2 separate regions of the Mus musculus genome follow, and region 2 is linked to region 1. A link is a contact called in public Micro-C data. All regions are on one chromosome and are shown on one strand. Each heading gives the region's core, a stretch centred on a gene start, on an enhancer-like site or on the middle of the called end of the contact. The rest is flanking DNA. Distances are from core to core; before and after follow the strand shown. Region 1 holds the start of Arl8b (ADP-ribosylation factor-like 8B). Region 2 holds the start of Oxtr (oxytocin receptor).

Region 1 (4,353 bases), core at 1,312-3,811:
AGGAGTCAGCCTCTTTCTCAGCATTTTAAACCCCCATCGAGTACTTACAGTCCAGCCTTTTTTCTTCTTTCCCGAAATTATTTTTATTCCGGGTGTGTTGGGTGGGGTTCCTTACGGTGTAGCCCTGCCAGGTCTGGTACTTGTTATGTAGGTGTACAACATCAGGCAGACCCTCAAACTTGGAAGCATCATCCTGCCTCGCCTCCTTAATGCTGGAATTACGGGTAAGCATCACCAAGTCTTGGACGTTAACATTTTTAATTGACAGACCATAATTATGTATGTGTGTATGGGGGGGGGGTAGTGTAAAGTTTTATGATATATACAGAATCTGTAATGGCTAAAGTAAGTTAAACATGGCCTCTCTTTTTTTGGGTGATCTTTAACAGCTCACCTACACCACCATAATTCATAAAGAATAGTGTAATATTGATAGCAGGAGGTCGACAGCACTGCTGAGATTGGATAGTTGTTACAAAGAATCTAACTCAAAAGGAAGGGGGGTTGAAGGTGCTTCCTTCCCACAAGCCATAAATCTGCAACCGTAGACAACACTGGCCTGAGAGTCAAAGGAAATGAGCCCGGCTCAGTCCTTTCTCAACGTATCTCCTTGTGCCTGCTTTGGGTAGTACAGCCATCTACATGTTAACACTTCCCTCCTCCTCCTGGTTAGACCTCAGAGCAACTCTGCTAAGGACTCTATTGTTATCTGCACTTCATAGACAAGAAAACAGAAATCGACTCAACCAGACCCAAGGCTGCTAAGATCCAGATTGCAAATCCAGAACTGCATGGCATAAAAGTTCAGGCTTGTTATATATATCAAGCTACACTGCCCAGTGATAATACAGGCATGAGAGTAAGCAGTACATCTCTTAAATCCTACTCATTGGTGCAGGTCCTTGCATTAACTCCTCCGCAGCAAATACAACTGGCCATCCCAACACACCCACGTGTACCATTTCGATCTTGCCCAAGGGACAGGAGTCCCGAGGAAACTCCAATTCTTATCTAGGGTAACAGAAAATGAACAGCTTGAAGCCTGTAGAAAAGTTCTAGTATGAAAGAGTCTAAAGTCTGTTCTGCCTTGTTCTCTTGGGGTCGGGGTAGAGGCAACATAGAAAGAGCCTAACATGAAGTTCGGGAAAGTTTCCTTACACTTATATATTCAGCCATCTTCGAAAGAGATTTGAGCCTCCGCTCCTCTCTCTGACGCCTGTTGCTCTATTACTACAGGGACTGAGTCACACGTTACCTAGGTTTTCCCAGGGCAGTGTGTAGCCAAACCAGTCGGGCAGCTCAGCTGTCTCCTGTGTGAGGATTGCAACAATCCTCTTGAAGGTCTAGGAACTGCCGCCACTTCTCATCAGAACAATTGTAAAGCTCAACCCTCTAAGTACAGCCCTAAAACTGTGCAATGACTCCTTGGCTCCAAAGACTGACATTCACGCCCATTCCTTTCCCAACCAATCAAAGACGCAAAACTCAACGACCACTCTCCCACCGAATTCACATTATATTTACTAGGCAACTTCCCTGAGCCTCCATAAGCTACGTCCCAATCCAAACAAATTCCTTCTGCAAGAGGGAAGAAAAAAAAAAATCTCTCTAAAGACCAAAGCCTGCAAACTTTATGTTGAATGCAGATCCATCTATCTACCCGTTTAACACAATCAGCTGTGGAGAAACCGAGACTCGCCTCGCCCTTGCTCCCTGTCTTAGAAAATACTGGGATCTGAATGGTCTCTCCAACAGCTTCCCCCAGTAAGCTAGGTCATCAGTTTGCTCTCCGACGCTCCATGGACAAGTGACAAAGACCAAGCGAACTGGAGGCGCCGAGGCTCCCCCTGGCATTCACAGAAGCGCCCACACGGGTTGCCTGCTTTCACAATGCGACTCCATCGTCCCAAGTGGAGACTTAGGAGAGGCGTCCCCTTCGCAGGCGTTCTGGAAAAGGCCAGGCTCACCCGTCCGGGTGAACAAGTGACAGGTTGGAATTAACCCTTCAGCCTCTACGGCCCGAAAGGCAGCAAGTGTGGCAGACTCGGATTAACCCTTTCCAGGCCGTGTTAAAGGCACAGCCCCCACCACCACCACCAAAACGCAACGTGGAATTGACCCTCCTGCTGCCGACCCTCCGGCTACAACTCCGAGGCCCACACACGCAGGATCGCCCGGCCCGGCCTTCGGGGAGGTGACAGGCGCGAGACGCCGGCCAGGCCGCCCGCAGAGGGCTGCTCACCGCGATGACATTGACGAAGGTGGTCTTGCCGGAGTACTGCAGCCCCACGAGCGTCAGTTCCATCTCCTCCTTCCAGAAGAGCGAACGGAACCAGTCCAGCAGGCGGGAGATGAGCGCCAGCATGGCGGCGGCCGGCTGCGAGCGTGGACGGGCGCGGACGACAGCGGACACTCTTTCCCACGAGCGGGTATCGGCCCCGAACCCGCCAACGGCTCTTCGGCGGGGCCCCTGGCGCGACGCGGGCAGACAGAGGCTGGCGGCAGCGACGGCCGGAGCCAGGAAGCCCAGCGGGTCATATGACTCGCCCTACCCCCCCCACGCCTGGCCCAGCGCAGGCGCGGAAGCGCACGGAAAGAGCGGCGCGGTCCCGTAGACTCCCAGCGCCCTCCGGCGACATCGCCACCTGATGGTGAATCCCACGACACACCCTTCCCTCGCCTTGGTGCCAATTCACTTGTCACATGCCTTTCCTCTTTTCTTTTCTTTCTTTCTTTTTTTTTTTCCCCCCAAATTATGGGTCTCCCAGCAAACGCATGTCAACAATTTCAGTACTTGAGAGGTGGAGGCAGGAGGATCAAGAGTTCAATAAACACAGAAGGTGGGGTTACAGAAATGACTCGGTGGTTAAAAGTGCTTGAGGCTCTTTCAGAAGACCCAAGTTCAGGACCCAGCACCCACACCTGGCAGCCCTCATCAGCCTGTAACTTCAACTCTGGGGGATCCAGATCTAGGGCTTTCTGACCTTGTACATTCTGCAAACATATGCGCATACTCCCACAACGAAACACATAAATAATAATAATCTTTAAAAAAAAACAAAGAGTTGGTCCTCGTTCACTTTTTGATTGAATTTTCCTATAATTGTTCATTGGCAATGTACCCTGAAGGAAAAAGTTAATACTCGGAGGAATTGAACACGGAATAAAAAAAAAAAAAAATCAGAATCTGGGATGGGGATGTAACCCAGTGGTAGAATGCTTGCCTGGCCTGTATGGAGCACTCTGGGTCTAACTAGGGCTCAAGGGAGGATGGGGCAGAGGCAGTGATCCGAATGTAAAGTGAATAAATAAATGAATTAATTAATAGGGAAAATTTCTTTCCCAGCATGTGAAAGACACAGGGTTTGTTTCTAACACAGCAAAACATTAGTGACAGCAAAATCCCTGCCCTCCTGCGGGTTACAGTCCAGTGTGGAGAACAGAACATATACAGCAAACAAACGAGAAAATGCCACGTGGTACTTAACACTATAAAGAAGAGGAACAGAGAAGAAGCTGGAGCCGGCCTGCTTGTCTTTAAGTCAGGTGGTCCTGAGTGGAAAGGCTTGAGGGAAGTGAGAAGGAGAAGCAGGCTGACGTTTGGTAGAAGCACATTCCAGGAAAAGACCCTGAATGGGGAAGGACAGTGAAGTGGTTTGGACTTTGAAGGATGGTGTGCCTGGGGCGAGGGGGAAATGATGGAATTATATTTTAACTGAAAATATATTTTTAAAAAGGAACTCCAGCTGGCTGCCCCAACTTCCCCAGTTGATTTCTGCTTCATATTTGTAAATCTCTAACTTAATGGATGCTTTCTTTGTTAGCTCTCTCCATCAGCTACTCTAGTCATCTCTGCTGGATGTTGTGACCTTGCAGTTTGATGGAGTGGGGCTACCAGTCTACTACTTGCTATTTATCCTTTTACTTTCACTTGCTGTACACTTAAGAAGTTCATTTAAAACCAAAAGTGTAGCTATTGTAGGTTATTCTCTGGACAGTACCCAACACTGGCAAAGATCGGTGGAAGCCTGGAGTAGGGAGAGGTGGAAGAGAATTCAGGGACCAGAGGGAGTGGGATATGGTGGCACGAGTTTGGACTTGATTATACAAGATGGGAAGACAGAAGGTAGCCTGAAGACTTAATTGTTTTTACTGTGTGTGTGACTTGCCTGCACATGTGTCTTCGCACCACATGCATGTGGTACCTGAGAAAAGCAGAAGAGGATATTGGGTCCCCTGGAACTGGAGTTACAGACAGACAGTTGTTGACCTCCATGGTGGTCCTCTGCAAGAGCAGCAAGCACTCAACTGCTGTGGTACCTCTGTAGCCCCTATGAAAAGACTGACTGTGTG
Region 2 (4,596 bases), core at 748-3,247, 3.7 Mb before region 1:
CTCGGTCATTGTAAATCAGTTCAAAAAGTGATTTCAAAATAGGAAAGGACCACGCGGTGGAGAGGCAGCCCTTCACATTTAATCTTGCTCTGGCGCCAGCTAGGATTTTAATTTTGAAGCATGGTAAGAAGGCAGAGGTGGCCTTTGGCCCACTGAGAAGCAGAATAACCTTATACGCAGACAGACGGACTGGGGGTGGGGCGGGGATACAGGGTGTGTGTGTGTGTGTGTGTTTGTGTGTGTGTGTGTGTGTGTGTGTGAGAGAGAGAGAGAGAGAGAGAGAGAGAGAGAGGGAGAGAGAGACAGAGAGACAGAGAGAGTCAGAGAGACAGAGAGAGAGAGATTTCCATCATAAAGAGCCTAAAATAAAGATTTCTCTCAAGGCTGGTGGGAGGGGCAGACATCTCCCATTTCTTCTTAAAGCGAATGTGAGCAAAGCGAGTCCAAAGACAGAACTTAAGCTGAGCTCTCTTTAAAAAGATGTAAAGGAAAAAAAAAAACCGAAAAGGCGAAGAAATGCGTCTTTATTACAATTTACTCAGGGAAAAACAAATGTCACTTTCCAAGGTTCCTATATCTCTGAGAACGTCAAGAGCTAAACCGAGAGAGGAAGGAGCTAGGTGGGTTGTTTGGGAATTTTAAGCTACTATGAAATAAATCTGAGCGACTACCGGGTTAGCTGACCCGGATCACTGGGATCGCCGCGGCCGGTTTGCTCTGCCCCCTAGCGGACATATGTGGTGCCGCAGCTCAGGGTTCCCGTTGTGGAAAAGCTTCAGACAGCGCCGCGCGCTGACTCGGTCAGCTCACAGCCTGGCTGGCGCTCTCCCCTTGCCTTCCTAAGGCATCCAGCCACCAGCAAAGCCGCAGGCTAGGTAGGAGTTTGCAAAGACGCCGAGATCTCTACCCCTGGTGGCACGGAGGGTGGCGCCAGCAGCTTTCCCAATCTGGGCGGAGAATCCATGCATCTCTGAGGCCATCCACTGTGGTGCAACTTCCCCGGTGGCAAGGCAACTTTGGGCTAACCTGCAGTCTCGCTTCAAGTGGCTGGGTCCTGCGCACTGTGGCGACAGGATGCCTAGGACCTACCTGTAGGACCCTCAGGTTCGGAGGGAAGGATCTGGCGCGTTTCACGTCTCTGGTTCCGGGAGGTGCTCAGGGTGTACCGAGAGAGACTGAAAAGTGACAGCTTGGACGAAGGTGCAAAGCCCCTGACTGTCGGGGCTCCTGGGCTGGGGATTCTGTGAAAGGCGTCCTCTGGGGTCTTTGGCATAGCAGCCTTGCGTTGCGCGGGGGTGGGGGTGGGGGTGGGGGTGGGTGGGAGGTAAGGAGGGGGCACTATGCTCGCAGGCGGGAGTCCCTCCGGAAGCAAGCGGCGTTGGGAAGTTGTGGGAGCTGGGGCTGAGTCTTGGAAGCAGGAGGTGAAGAAGGATGGGCTTTTGGGGGGACCCCAGGAAGATGTACCCGTAGTAAAGCTTTTTACTACGGGGGCTGGCTTCGGGGATCCCTTAGGGCGTGGCTGTGCTGTGTCCTGACAGGAGAGGTGTAGGTTTGGGGGTTCTCTGTGGGGAGAGGCTGCTGGGGGTGTGTGTCCTTGTTCTTGGGCAGAGTGGTTAATCGCAAGCTTCCTCTCTGCAGGCAGAGCGGCTGACTCTTTCCTGGGACCTAAGCGCAGGGGCATCTGCAGAAGCTCAAAGGAGGTACCTCAAACTAGGATTCCTACGGTCACCACCGAGAAGTCACCACCACTGCGCAGCTCCAAGGCTGGGCTGGTGCACTGAGACTCAGGTAACTTCAAATTCCCAGGGAGGGGACACACACGCCCCACTCGCGGGTCCTAAGTGAAGCGCAACGGTCTTGTCACGGTTCTCCTGGTTTGTTTCAGGGAGAGGACAGGCAGGTCAGTGCCAGAGTGCTCCCATAGACACCTGGACTGAGCGCCGGGCCCCGCCCCACGTGCCACACTTTAAAGAGCCTCAAGGCCGGGTGCTCCCTCAGGGTCGCGGTCGCGGTCGCGGTTGGTCATGGAGGGCACGCCCGCAGCCAACTGGAGTATCGAGTTGGACCTCGGGAGTGGAGTGCCACCAGGGGCGGAGGGTAACCTCACGGCCGGGCCGCCACGACGCAACGAGGCCCTGGCGCGCGTGGAGGTGGCGGTCCTGTGTCTCATACTGTTCCTGGCTCTGAGTGGCAACGCGTGCGTGCTGCTGGCGCTGCGTACGACGCGCCACAAGCACTCGCGCCTCTTCTTTTTCATGAAGCACCTGAGCATCGCCGACCTGGTGGTGGCCGTGTTCCAGGTTCTCCCGCAGCTGCTGTGGGACATCACCTTCCGCTTCTACGGGCCCGACCTGCTGTGTCGTCTGGTCAAATACTTGCAGGTGGTGGGCATGTTCGCCTCCACCTACCTGCTGTTGCTGATGTCGCTCGACCGCTGCCTGGCCATCTGCCAGCCGCTGCGCTCACTGCGCCGCCGAACCGACCGCCTGGCGGTGCTGGCGACGTGGCTCGGCTGCCTGGTGGCCAGCGTGCCGCAGGTGCACATTTTCTCGCTGCGCGAAGTGGCGGACGGCGTCTTCGATTGCTGGGCGGTCTTCATCCAGCCCTGGGGACCCAAGGCCTACGTCACGTGGATCACGCTCGCCGTCTACATTGTACCGGTCATCGTGCTGGCCGCCTGCTATGGTCTCATCAGCTTCAAGATCTGGCAGAATCTGCGACTCAAGACGGCAGCCGCGGCGGCAGCTGCCGAGGGGAGTGACGCAGCCGGTGGAGCTGGCCGTGCGGCGTTGGCACGGGTCAGTAGTGTCAAGCTTATCTCCAAGGCCAAAATCCGCACAGTGAAGATGACCTTCATCATTGTTCTGGCCTTCATCGTGTGCTGGACGCCTTTCTTCTTCGTGCAGATGTGGAGCGTCTGGGACGTCAATGCGCCCAAAGAAGGTAGTGAGGGTGGAGAGGAAGAGGGTGGCAGGGCCAGGCCCTACTTCCACTATCTCTGGACTCCCAGGGTTCTAGGGTCTTTCTGGTTCCACATCATCATCAGTCTCTGGTGGCACTCCACTCCCGAGGTCCATCAGTCTCTGGACTTTGAGGAGGTCACTTCTCTGTGTCTCCAGGACTACAGCATAGAAATACCCACGAGAGTGCAAACTCTTGCCAGAAGGCAGGCAAGAACTCCAGTGCAGGCCTGGGGCAACTTTCAGTGTGAAAATTCTTATTGAGGAGGGGGAAACTGAGGCAGGCGACTGTCTTTCCTACAGAGAGACAGAATGGAAGTGGGTTTTCATCCTGACCACAGGCTCAGGCTTTCTCTACTTTGAGTTTAATTTATGAGTTTAAGTCAGCCTGAGCACAGAAAGTCCGGATTGGATAGGGTCAACCTAAGAAAAGAACAGTTGGTCCCGTGAAAGCTGACTGGGTGTCCAGTGAAAGCTGAATAGGTCTTCTAAGGGACCGCTGGAGAGGTCAAGACAATTCCAGAGTGTCTCGTGTGGCAGAAGTAAAGGAGAGGTGAGTAGGTTAGAGGACAGAGATAGGTCTGGGGTGACAAGGGAGGGAGCCAAGGGGACAGTGGTCAGCTTTGATCGGGAGGCTGTGTGATTGTGATGCAGGAAGAAAGAGCCATCCTCCCTGGAGGACCAGCGAGGTTGTAGGATAGGATGGTGGCCTGCATGCATTAGAAGCCAGTGGGGGCTGAGGAAGGAGGAGGAGGCTGGGGAACCAGAGAGCTGGGGAAAAGGGTAGGAGGACCTGGTCTCCCTCACAGACCAGCCAGAAAGGACTTGTCTGTTCTAACCCTAGACGGTGCAAAATTGTATTATGGATATAATCACCGCTGTTCCCAACAGCAAATCCCTCCGCTGGGGTAGCTAGGTTCTCAGTGCAGGGGACCTGAGTTTCACTGCTCTCCTCTGTTCCCTTCTGGAAACCACAGATGCCTGGATTCACTGAGCCGTCTTGCCTTGCTCCACAGTGGCCAGGTCACCTGTCACTCGGTATTTACTGATAGCCTGTAAGTGGCTATGAGGCAAAGATTGCTATGAGGACTCTGTCCATTGTGTGGTCTCTGGTCACACATTACAAAGGCCTTAAAAAGATCATTTCTCCTGGGTCGCATAGCAAATTTGGCCAGAGTTGACAGCTCAATCTGAGGCGTCCTGAACCAGGAAATGACCAGCCACAGCCGGAGAGCTGTGTGAGGTACAAGGCTAAAGTGGGAATTTTTAAATAAAGCTCCAGGCCTAGCTGCGTCCTCAGCAGGATTTAAGGGTCCTAGCCCCTGTGGTGTAGAGGGACTCTAATACCAATGGCGGCAGACCCCAGATGGGTGCTTCTTAGGGCAAGTCTGAGGGATACCCGCTGTATTAGTATTAGTCCTGTCTCTGTGACAAAGGTCACTTAAGGAAGAAGGGTTTCTCTTGGCTTGCAGTTTGAGGGTACAGTCCGTCATGGTGGGAAGGGGTGATAGCAGGCGGCTGGTCACATTGAGGCCATTGGCAGAAAGCAGACAGAGGCGAGTGTTGTTGCCCAGCTGGAGTTCTCCTTGTTCAGTCTAGGCTGCAGCCTACAGACAGTGGCACCCATATTCAGGTC

The links. A called contact is a pair of places that touch in the nucleus more often than the background predicts.
Region 2: a contact with region 1 is called in a Micro-C map of embryonic stem cells, with 5 times the contacts expected there. The contact joins the promoter of Oxtr here to the promoter of Arl8b in region 1. A contact is called at or near these places in 1 of 39 promoter capture datasets (cranial neural crest) and 1 of 484 Hi-C or Micro-C datasets (embryonic stem cells).

Annotation. Positions count from the first base shown.
Region 1 is chr6:108,781,267-108,785,619 of GRCm38.p6, reverse strand. It overlaps Arl8b (ADP-ribosylation factor-like 8B), which reads right to left and starts at 2,561. Exons shown (of 7, transcript NM_026011.3): 1 at 2,243-2,561. The coding sequence starts at 2,365.
Region 2 is chr6:112,487,226-112,491,821 of GRCm38.p6, reverse strand. It overlaps Oxtr (oxytocin receptor), which reads left to right and starts at 1,997. Exons shown (of 2, transcript NM_001081147.2): 1 at 1,997-2,943. The coding sequence starts at 2,025.